2 separate regions of the Anser cygnoides genome follow, and region 1 is linked to region 2. Evidence: chromatin contacts called from public Hi-C data. All regions are on one chromosome and are shown on one strand. The core of a region is the stretch at or near the end of the contact, and the rest is flanking DNA. Distances in the headings are between cores, read along the strand shown.

Region 1 (5,879 bases), core at 3,094-5,593, 130 kb before region 2:
TTTTTGGTTTAAAATAAAGTGTTAATAAAATAGGAGCGCAATCTCTAGCTAAAATACTTCTTCTGTCTTTTGTGTAGGCCTTATGGGTGAAAATATGCTTAGATATTTTATTAAATCTCTAGCATTAATAATGCCTTTTTTTTAACCTTGTGACATCTAAAGACTTTTAATGTTTGCTTTCTGAAAACTTGTGAGAAAACAAAGGAAAGAAAACTGATCTTCTAGAACCATGCTGATTAGTGAGCAGTGAGGTAATGAACATTTTTTTCATAGCTTTAAACTATAGGTGAAGTAGAAGAAAAGACCAATCAATTTTGGAAAAGTTTTGATCTATTGCATTGTAAGCTTATTTGTAATGGAGGCTCAGTAAATAATGAATGTTCTTCTTCATAATTAAAATCTTCAGCTGCTGATTATACTTGGGTAGCCTTGATTATGAACAGAATTATGAGAAAAGGGTAAATATGCCAGATCATTTCCTACACTGTTTCTACTGGGTTAAACTGAATGCTGATTTACTAAAAATACTTTTGAGTGCTTGGGGAGCATTTAAACTTATTGTACAAGTTAAACTTTTTAATCTGTTTAGGAGACTGAAATGCTTGAATCCATGAAAAATAGTAAGAAATCCAGCATCCAACAGAAACAGGTTAGTGAGAAATTGTTTCCAAAATGTAAATACAGCGTCTCTTGCTTGGTAATGATATTTAGCCCAATCTGTTTTTTATGGACAGGGAGACTCATAATGAATTTAATGGTAATGTCTTTGGGTAGGAAAAGGAGCTAACTCTGAATTTTGGAGGAAACATCTGAATAAAAATTTTATTTTAGTTTGATGGATTTAGTGTCAAATTGGTTCATTTTATTTGTTTTTTGCAAATGTTTCTGAATGAGGTGTTTGAAGTTTACAGAAAACAGAACGTATGGACAGATCAGGTGTGTACACCTGCATGCAGCTGTTGTAGTTTACAGACCTGTGCTTGGATTCAGCACTGGGATTGCCTATGCATTCATTTTTTTCCATTAATTTTGGAGTTGTATTTGTTATGTTACGTATCTGTATGTGTACATTCCTGTCACATAAAAGATGTAATTCCAAGTTGCATTGGCTGTAATCAATATTCATAGCTACTAGTTTCTGAAGAGCTAAATGGCCTTAAAAAAAAAAAAAAGTTGAATTTTCTAAGTCATTTGTTAAGTATTAAACAATAAATAAATGGAAAGGGAATAATGTAAAGTAAATGAAAATATATACTTCTCTTACAGTGTATAATTAGCTAAGGAGGAAATAACTCTAAAAGAGAAAAAAAAATCTAATCTGCATTCAGGAAAAAAAATTGCTGATATATATTTAGAAAAGTACATTAAACTGCACAAAGCAGATCACCAACAAGTCTTTCATAAGCAAATCAACTAACTTGTGTGGTGGGTTTTCTTGCCCTTTTCTCTGAAGCGCTCTGTACTCACTGCTGGATTCTAGGTTGGGTGTGGCCCTCTGTATTCACAAATAAGTTGCAAATGATAATAAGGGAGACAATGTCTTCTGAGTAGACTTGCTGTACCTCCGAGGAAGACTGAAGGTTGTGCTTTAGTGGCCTCACTGGTACAATTTCAGATGCTGCAGGTGAAGCAAGGACTAAGTTGCACAGCACTCTGGGTTTGAGGCAATTGTTCTGACTTGGGCATACTTTAAAATAGCTCATTGATTGCTAGCTTTTGGAGCAAGATGGACTGTGGTTGCACCTACTGTTTTTTTTATTTTTTTTTTTTGGTGAGAGCAGCCTTGGAAAGGGCAACATAAAGCCACTGAGCTAATCAGCCATCTTGCCTGTGCAGTGTCTAGCTATTGACATGAAACTTGGCAAATTAAGAAAATTACGGCTAATAATTAGAATGAATTGTTTGTTAAAGTCAAGGTATGGTGAGGAATAGCATGCCATACTATCACTGCTTAACGCAGTGTTTTATACAGTAAGCAAAAATGGGTTAAGTCTAAACAAACTAAGTTGTTATTAGACAATTATTATAAAATCTTAAACCATAGTTAAACTTCGCTGTGATCACAACATTAAGGTTCTTAGGGCTTTCCTTTCCCATTCCTCTCTGTCTGTGCAGTGTTCTTGGAAAATGTATTAAAATTGTATCTGTGCATATTCTCATTTGGGAAAAAATAACATCGTTTCAGTTGGGTCTTTAAAATTTTCCCATTACTATTCCCAAGAGTCTTACAAATCTTTCCTCTGAGGTGACTGAAAGTTTAACTGAATGCTCTCCAAAGACTGTGAAAACATGCCAAATATTTTCTGCTGACTCATGGGAAGAAAAATTTAACTTTGGTTTTCTTTGTGATCCTGTAGCGGTATACTGTTGCTACTAGATCAGTGTAAGAGCCTGTAAATTCTTGTTCAAATAGAACTAGATCAGTGTAACAGCCTGTAAATTCTTGTTCAAATAGATAATCTAGTGCAGCTGTAAGATTTAATAGGAAAATCAAGAACAATCTATTGAATCGAGATCAAAATGATTCAACTAGCATGCAACAGGAAGACTTTGCAGATAGTGAGGATGTGCTATGGAATGTCCCTGCATCTAGGCAAGCTTGCTGTTACATATTTTGAAAGTCTTGAAAAAGAGAGGTATGAAGTAATTAACTCTAAGGTATTAGGAAACTGAATCCAAATTTTCATAAATTCTCTGAACTCATTACAACATGGTTTGTGATAGATGCAGGGTGCTTCAGGGACATTTATTTTACATATATATCAAGGTACCTTGTTGCGAGAGGCAGAAGAAAAAAATCTGTGTCATAAATTCTCCCAGTACAACAGTAAACTGCATCTACCTGCAGTGTAAGGATATAGATAGCCTGTTTGCACCTTACAAAAGCCGAGTGATGTGGTGTTAGGAAGCTTCAGACAGTTCACGGTAGGAAATGTAGAGAATTCTTAATTGATAATTTAGTTCAGTGACAGCTTTGAGGAGGATGGAATATGATGCACCTACTCAGACTGCCTGTCTAAACTTTTAATTTGTGTAGGTGTCACTTATGCAGATGTTATGGTTAAAGTTAAGAATGTGTGATAACAGTAGTCTATCTGATTTACAAGGCGCAGTAGACAGTGAAAGTACCTGCACAAATGTCCCTGGGGACAATTTAATGCCAAATAACACTGATATTAGAACATTTGGACCTGCCAATTCAATTTGCACCACATTGCAATAAACCTTAAGAGCAGAAACAACTGTTTTGTGCCCTGTTCCAGCAGAAAAATTCTGTTCACTCCAAAATACCAACATAGAGATCATTCATTGTACCTAGATATTATCATATCAGTTTTTCTAGCTTATGTTCATAGTTATCTCTAATTACTGAAATGCATACATTCTTTTAACTGTTTATTTGTTTTGCTGCAGGTAGTCCATTCGAGTTTTATATCAAGGAAAAGATTTTGGGTTAGGCCAAATGAAGAGGACTGTGTATTTGAGAAAATAAGAGAAGAGGACCTGTGACAACTTATTCTAAATACTGCCTATCAAAATGAAATATCTGGGAATAATAAACCCATTGCTGAAAGCTTGAAAAATACTGAAAAAAGCCTTCAGTGTCATTCTTTGCCTTTGCAGGGTTTTTTTCTATAGAATCTATAACTCTAGTGAAATATTCTTTACAGTTAGATGGGTGTTGTTACTCTGGAAACATCTTGCATACATGCCTTTTTTTTTTGTGTGGTTTATCTTTTTTTTCCAGACTGAAATTGTGGGGAAGAAAGGGAGGGAGTTGTTAGAAAATAATTAGAAAATGTTAAGGTATTAGAGGAGGAAAAAGCATTAACCGTATCAGTTTGTTTCTGTGAGCAGCGGTGTAATTAACGTGTGAAGGCTGAGCAGCCTGTTGCTGGAACAGGCCCGTGGTTCCTGTGATCATTCCTCAAGTATTTGTATATTCAACAGTGCCTCAGAAACTAAGCGTTGTGTACGGATGGGGCTGGTGTGAGCAGGCACAGGAGGCAGCACGATATGAAGGCAGACACGGCGTTAGCCCCATCAGGCTGCTGGCTGCTGTGAGAAGGATGAAGTGCCCGAGCTGTGGTACTCCGTTCTTCTTACTGCCCTTGCTTCGAAAGGCAGCATCGGCTGAGAGAACAGGGACGTGATAAGTAAAAATAAGTCCCGTTTTAATGTTCTTAGGAAAGTTGAATAACTTAAGCCCGTTCTTGACAGGAGCTCAGTGAAGAACTCAGCTTCCCATGAGCTCAGTGACGAGAAGACTCCCGGCACCGTCCCTCCTCTCTCCTGCCCCTCTCAGCCTGGTTTCAGGGCGGGCCCCGTCCCCCTGGCGGCACCCCCCGGCGGGGCAGAGCCCGGCCGCCCCGTCACGGCCGCCATTTCCCGCTGCACCCCGGCGGCGGCGGCCTCCGCCCGGCAGGGGCCGCCCGCGTCCCCTCCGCCGCCCCCGCTGCGTGCCGAGGAGCGGCCGGCGGCAGGCAGGTGGTGAGGCGGCTGCGGCGGGGCCTTGGGGGGGAGAGGGGCCGCGTCCGTCGGTCGGGCTGGCGGGGGACGAGCGGTGTCCGTCGGTCTGTCCGGGGCGGGATCCGCCGAGGTGGGCGCCGGGCGGTGGGGAGGGGACCCTCGGAGGGAGGCGGATGCCAAGGGAATGGAGGGGCTGGAGCGCGGGGGCTGTGAGGGGCGGCTGAGGGAGCTGGGGTTGTGCAGTCTGGGGAAGAGGAGGCTCAGGGGAGACCTCATTGCTCTCTGCAGGTACCTGAAAGGAGGGTGTGGGGAGCTGGGGGTCGGCCTCTTCTCACAGATAACTAGTGATAGGACTAGAGGGAATGGCCTCAAGTTGTGCCAGGGAAGGTTTAGGTTGGAAATGAGGAGACATTTCTTCTCAGAAAGAGCAGTCAGGCATTGGAATGGGTTGTCCAGGGAGGTGGTGGCGTCACCGTCCCTGGGGGTGTTCAAGGAAAGGTTGGACGTGGTGCTTAGGGACACGGTTCAGTGGGTGACATTGGTGGTAGGGGGATGGTTGGGCCAGGTGATCTCGGAGGTCTTTTCCAACCTTAAATGAGCCTATGATAAATGAAATCAAAAGGTAACATATATCTGCCAGTAGTGTTTTTTGTTAGCTAGCTAGCCTCAGATTGTCTTCGATGAAATAATTATTGTTTTTAAGGGAAATTAAGTAGTTCTCTTTTTTTTTTTTTTCTAGACAGTAAAGTTTCTGATCAGCTGCTGCACAGGAAATTGTTATTGTGCTGAAAAGATAGGGATAACACCAGAATTAAAAAGTGGATGGGGAAGTAGCTAGAGACAGATTGTGGTGAGTAACATTGAGAAGAAAACCATCGAGTCTGGGTATAAAAGGAGATTATAAAAGTAGTTATTTGAAGATCCATCTTGAGACCAGTCTTATTAAATACTTAATAAAGATGTTGATGTAACAATTAAAACTTACTGTTTAAATTTGGTAGTGGTGAACGAGTTGGGAGGCACCGGCAATATAGAAGAGGGTAACAGTACTATGTAGGAAAAATTGGATGATCCTAGGAACTACAGAATGAAAGAAGTCTAATACTAAAATAAAATGCAGTAATTTAAAGGGCAAGATTTTGCAGTTGTAAACTCATAAGCACACAATTTACAGAAAAAATATTATTTTAAAGCATCGCAAATCCAAAATATGTATTGGGTAGCTTCAAAATATGTGATTGTGGGGAAAAAAAACGAATGCAGACCTGTGTTGAACTGGAAAAAGAAGTTACTATTATCTGTGAACAAAATGCTAGAATGCTTCATACAATGTTAAATGTTTTCATATGAACAGGTGAAGTGGAACAGGTAAAGATAAGCCTAGGACAGGTGGGGAAATGAAGAGTCTA
Region 2 (5,429 bases), core at 2,510-5,009:
GGTTTTTGCGCAGAGATTTTATTGCTGACATTATTAGAAGAGAGCTGCAGTTCTTAGATTTTTATCTTTGTCAAGCAAAACGTAGATTGGGCAAAAGAGTGCGCGTTTTTTGTTCCTGTTCTGCTCCCACCATATATCGTTTCTGCAATTAGTTGTCCTTTTCCTGTGTTTTTTTTTAAACTTGCTGTTACCCTGAGTTCGGTTATTTGTCCCTTCTCTCCTCTCAGCCTATCCAGAACTTCGAGAATTCACACGCCCTGTAAAATGAATGCAGATTAAACCCGTAATCTTGTGCAGTTTGACCAAACACTTGCCCTGGTCTAAAAGGTTACTTCCAGAGGTCTGCCGATACATCGGTCCCCAACAGGGAGTGCTTTCAGGGATGTGCCCAGCCCCTGTTAGCCGTGGGAGGCAAGAGATGAATTGGTACTTCTCAAGCTCAGGCTGCCGAGTGATGCTTCGATATAACATGAATGAATCGTGGATGTGTCCCTTTGTGCTGAAGAAGCGTTTGGACCAGAGTCACTTTGTGTACACGCAGAGTAATTAGCTCTTCAGTCGCTCCAAGTGAGGCAAATTGAGCTGATTAACTTGGCAACCCTATCGAAGATTCCAGCAATTACTGAAACAAGTTTTTGCTTGGAAAGTAAATTGTTTGAAAACAGGCGAGCATATGTAGTTTTGTGTAGCTACATCATCTCTAAGTGAAAGGTTGAAAACTCCCGTTTGTTTTGCATAGCGTTTAAAGAGGCGCAACCTCCAACGTGCTGGTTTAAAACATTAATAAAATGATATCACATTAATTTTATGGAGCTTCGGATCTATTAACTCTGAAATTAAAATAGCTAAGTTTCAGCTAAATATCTGTGCGGAAATATTTTTAGTATCATTACTGAATATTTTATGTGAATTTAATGCAACTCCTAGAAATGGGGCGAGGTGTGTTGAAAATTAACGATTTACGCTTAAAATAAAGCTACTTTTGTTTGAACAGCCACAAACATGGGCTCTGCTGTACTTACAGATCTGAAATCTGTGCAGGGCAGCTGTTTGCATGAATAAACCTACACATCTGTTCTAGGTGTTCATAGCAGTGGGCATAGTATTTTTTTTCTATTTAAAATAAAGCTATTGCATAAAATCATTGAAAACATTACAGTGGGTAGGAATTAAAGGCGTGTGTATATGTATATGAGTATACATGTGTGTATATGCATATATTTAGCATTAATATTCATTGTAATACACGTGTTCTTTATCATATGAACTTCAGAATTTAAAGCTGATGGAGGAATTAGTTTCAGCTGTGATGTGTGGCAACAACATTATCATTGGATAGAATTGGTTATGTGGTGTTTGATCGCAAAATAGCACAACAGTTCTGTAAGTCTCAACATTTGGGGAGCTTTTTGGTCTACAGTATTGTCAGAGTAAAGGTGGTAGTGATAGCCCAAGCTCCTGTCTACTTCTGCATATATAGTTTGAAATTTATTTTGAAAATTGGGGTGTTTTAAAAAATTGTGCTACCAATTTAGAAAGCCAAATCCTTACATTATAATTCCTCTGTTTTGGTATTTTAACATGCAAAGAGTAAGCAAACATCTATTTAATGTAGATAGCAGCGTTCATGGTAGAAGACAACCAGTAAAGTACCAAACTTTCAGGCACTATCAAGTCAGGTGCCTTTCAAGGAGCAGATCACACTATAGATCGTAGAAACCATAGAATCATGGATTGTGCAGCAGGGATTATCCTAGATTAAAGAGATGGTCGAATTTAGACATGCCTGTAGTGACTGGGACACTTCTGAAAGCAGTAACTTTTTCCAAGGTACTTAAACACCTTTTTTTTCTTCCTGCTCTTCTAAACTGTTGTTGTTTTGTGACTTTAAACTTCTCAGCCTTAAATACAGTGTGCTTCAGTCCTGCTTGAAGTCATTAAGTCTGGGGAGAGCAAAGTGTTGCCTTGATTATAGTATTCCTGTGCAGTCTGAGTCTAACACCATAGCCATAGACCCGTGGAAGAAAAAGGCGGTAAGGAATTTGTGCTGGCCACATGATGTCACCTCCTGATCTCTGCTGCCTTCGTACCTCTTCTGGTAGCTCTTTTTAGCTTTAGTCTATAACTAAAACTGATTTTATTAAAAAAATTTTCTCTTGTACCCCCATTGATAATTTCAAGGTATGCTGTGATCGCGTTTGGATGCGCCAGCTGTCCCAAACTTACATGTGGACGAGAAGGCTGCGGGACTGAGTTTTGCTATCACTGTAAGCAGATTTGGCACCCAAACCAGACCTGCGATGCAGCTCGCCAGGAGAGAGCTCAAAGTCTGCGCCTGAGAACAATTCGTTCTTCGTCTATCAGTTACAGCCAGGAATCTGGAGCAGCAGGTATTTATGATCAGGATACTGGGCCTGTAAAATATCTTTCTGCTACGTTTGCACAGTTAACTTTGAAAAGGAAAGAACTGAATGGTAGCTTGGTAGATACTAACTCCTTTGCGTTTCAGAAACATAAAATATGCAATTTTAGGATTGATGTCAAATTTTTGATGTTAATATTTCAAGTACTCTGTGACCAGAGCACCTGACTTTGACCCTAGAGGCATGTCAGCATTTTAAATTCTTACTTTATAGCTGAGAAATGGAAACTCTTAGGAGCTTGGTGCAAAGCATTCTCTGTGTTTGACAGGCTGACTTCATTAGCTCTATCCCTTACACTCTGGGAACATGCATTTTCTACGCTGTAGGTGAAATTTCACAAGGATACTGCTACTAATAAATGCTGTTAAAATAAAACCCCACAACACTAATTTTCTGCTTCCAGAAGAGACTGTTAGGCTGAGGCCAGCTCTGATGTTTGACATCTATGTTTGTTATTTTTTTCCTTTTGAGTAGGCTACTCCCTGTTCACAGGGAGTTACCTAGTTTCTGTTTTTCAATAAAATGCTCATTTTTCTTGGCTATCAGAAACAAAGCAATTCCAGCTTCTGAAAATCTTGACTTCTTCATAACTTAGAAAAAGAAAAAAAAAAAAGAGGGGGAGGTGTGGGGGGGAAGATAAACTCTTCAGAGCAATATGTTGCGGAGTGAGAGTCCAGTTTGCTACGGATGAGATTTGGCCTTACGTTTCACCACACTCTGATCTATTTGGCAGCTTTTGTCTGGCTGAGCAAACAAAAAGTACATGTTTTGGGGAAAGTGCTTCTTGCAACTTGAATGTAGTTAGAGCTGTCATTCTCCAATCCAGCCTTAGCCTTGGGAGTCTTTAATTTGTTGTTTGTGCCGCCTTGTTTTAAATGAGGCGCACCGTCTTGCCTTAAATTGGCATATTGCTCTGGTGTTCAAATGAATTTGAAAATAAACTTTAAATAAATTAGTATGCTATCTCCTTTCCTTCCCCTTTCAGTCCCTGCTAGCTCGAACACCAGTAGCTCTGCCACATCCATGCTCAGTTTAGTTGTGTCTCTTCCCATCTGGGAATAGTTAGTGCATCCTTTCAGCTGCTCACTGTCCAACTGCACTGGACTTGCTAGAGTTGATTCTGCCAGTTCCTCGCCTCTTTGGATATTCTTTACACCAGGTATAAGCTGCATCCCTCTTCTCCTTTTATCCCCACTAGTAGCACAAAGGTAGGAAACCGGAACTTCTGCACGAGGAGCTGCAAGTTAACTTCAGCTGCTGTGTATAAATAGCTTGGCTCAGAGTGGACATGCTGACCAGTGACGTAAAGGAACAAAGATCACAACTGTGATTGTGTCAGCATACAAGTATTTCACTGTTGCGCAATGCCCCCTTGTTTGCTAGTGATAGGGCTAGCTGCTTGACTACAATTTTTAAATATTTGTCTTAGGAACAAGGAGAGCCTCTGGAATTTTCTTATTTCTACAACAGTTTTTTTTTTCTAGGCAATAAGTATTTCTCTTCTGTGAAGAGAAATCAAGAAGAGAGTGGTGATGCCAAAGAAATGTAGAAGGGAGATGGAAGTATGATAAGAAATAACATAGTGGAGTCGAGCAAAATATTCGTAACAGCATGAAATGTAAAAAAGGATTATATTTAAAGAGAGTGTGCTGTCAGTCCTGTATTAACATAAAAGCTTAATGTCTGACTCTAATGTATGTATATTGCATTAAGCTTAGAAAATCCTTGAACAGTGTGTACATTAACTATTCAGTTACTCGAATGTGATATAATACACCTTGTTTTGATTAGTATCACTTGGTCCATGGTTTACAAATAGTTATCAAAGAAGTCGCTGCAAAACCATGATTTGTAAAGAAAACTTACAATAAACTTTTTCCGTTTTTCAGATGATGGTTCAATCAGCTTTCCCAAATGTCTGTATTTTGATTAAATCCGTTTGCCTAAAGAACTGATGCAATCTTAATATTCGTTTTTAAACAGCTGATGACATAAAGCCATGCCCACGCTGTGCTGCTTATATAATAAAAATGAATGATGGAAGCTGCAATCATATGACTTGTGCCGTCTGTGGCTGTGAGTTCTGCTGGCTGTGTATGAAAGAGATCTCAGATTTACACTATTTAAGGTACATCCAAGAAAAAAGATCTGTATGGTTGGTAATTTATTTTTTAAAGTATGTAGAAGTAGATTCCTAAGTGTTATAAGTCTGGCTTTCTTCCTGTTGGAGTAGAGAATCAAAGCTGAAGTATCTGTCTGAGAATTAAGTTAGTTTTCAATGCAAGTATTTAAATTAGTACATTGTTTTATTATAAAATATTTTTCATGCATGCAATGTGTACAACAAATGAAGTGTTTTAGATGGACATAACCACTGTTTTTACTGACATCTTAATACTGCTGAATTGTGTTTACATAAAGTAACACAAGAACTCTGATTATATTGCGTTACCTGTGAACCACAGATTAGCACGTGGTAATCCGCAATATGCTTCTCTACATTTCAAAATATTCTCCAAAGCCACTCCTACAAATCTGAAGACATAATAAATAATTCGGTGTCTGTTAGTTGAACCTAAGAACAATAATTTTGTAACTAGAGAACAATTTAGTACTGTATAGTTATATCAGTTTACTTGCAATTTCTTTAAAGTTTTTCTACTTTTCTCGTAGCCCATCAGGTTGCACATTTTGGGGAAAGAAACCATGGAGCCGTAAGAAGAAAATACTGTGGCAACTCGGGACGCTCGTTGGAGCTCCTGTAGGAATTGCATTAATAGCTGGCATTGCTATTCCTGCTATGATTATTGGAATTCCTGTGTATGTGGGACGGAAGGTAAAATACTACGTTCAGTTGGTTGTCTTCACCAGCCTTTTTGAAAAAAAAAAAACAACAAAAGACACAAATTACTTAAGAAAAGGTTGATGTCAGTTGCACAGGAGAAAGTGTTTTTAAGAATGTAGTTGATCTTAAAAACAGGTAGAACAAAATGCTGAAGAAGGATT

The links. A called contact is a pair of places that touch in the nucleus more often than the background predicts.
Region 1: a Hi-C map of liver shows a contact between it and region 2, with 1.7 times the contacts expected there. The contact joins the promoter of ANKRD46 here to the enhancer-like site in region 2. A contact is called at or near these places in 3 of 7 Hi-C or Micro-C datasets (granulosa cells and liver).

The regions. Positions count from the first base shown.
Region 1 is chr2:141,610,581-141,616,459 of Taihu_goose_T2T_genome, reverse strand. It overlaps ANKRD46 (ankyrin repeat domain 46), which reads left to right and starts at 4,343. Exons shown (of 4, transcript XM_066990618.1): 1 at 4,343-4,491. It overlaps SNX31 (sorting nexin 31), which reads left to right. Exons shown (of 14, transcript XM_048068730.2): 13 at 590-649; 14 at 3,415-3,751. The coding sequence ends at 3,510.
Region 2 is chr2:141,482,626-141,488,054 of Taihu_goose_T2T_genome, reverse strand. RNF19A (ring finger protein 19A, RBR E3 ubiquitin protein ligase) reads left to right here. Exons shown (of 11, transcript XM_066991234.1): 4 at 2,182-2,390; 5 at 4,407-4,551; 6 at 5,097-5,259. Among named protein-coding and RNA genes, the nearest start is that of RNF19A, 47 kb to the left of the region's middle. Within about 2 kb of position 3,759, at least 3 of the 3 cell types and tissues checked have open chromatin away from gene starts, as enhancers often do. A contact at or near this core is called in liver, where this site is marked.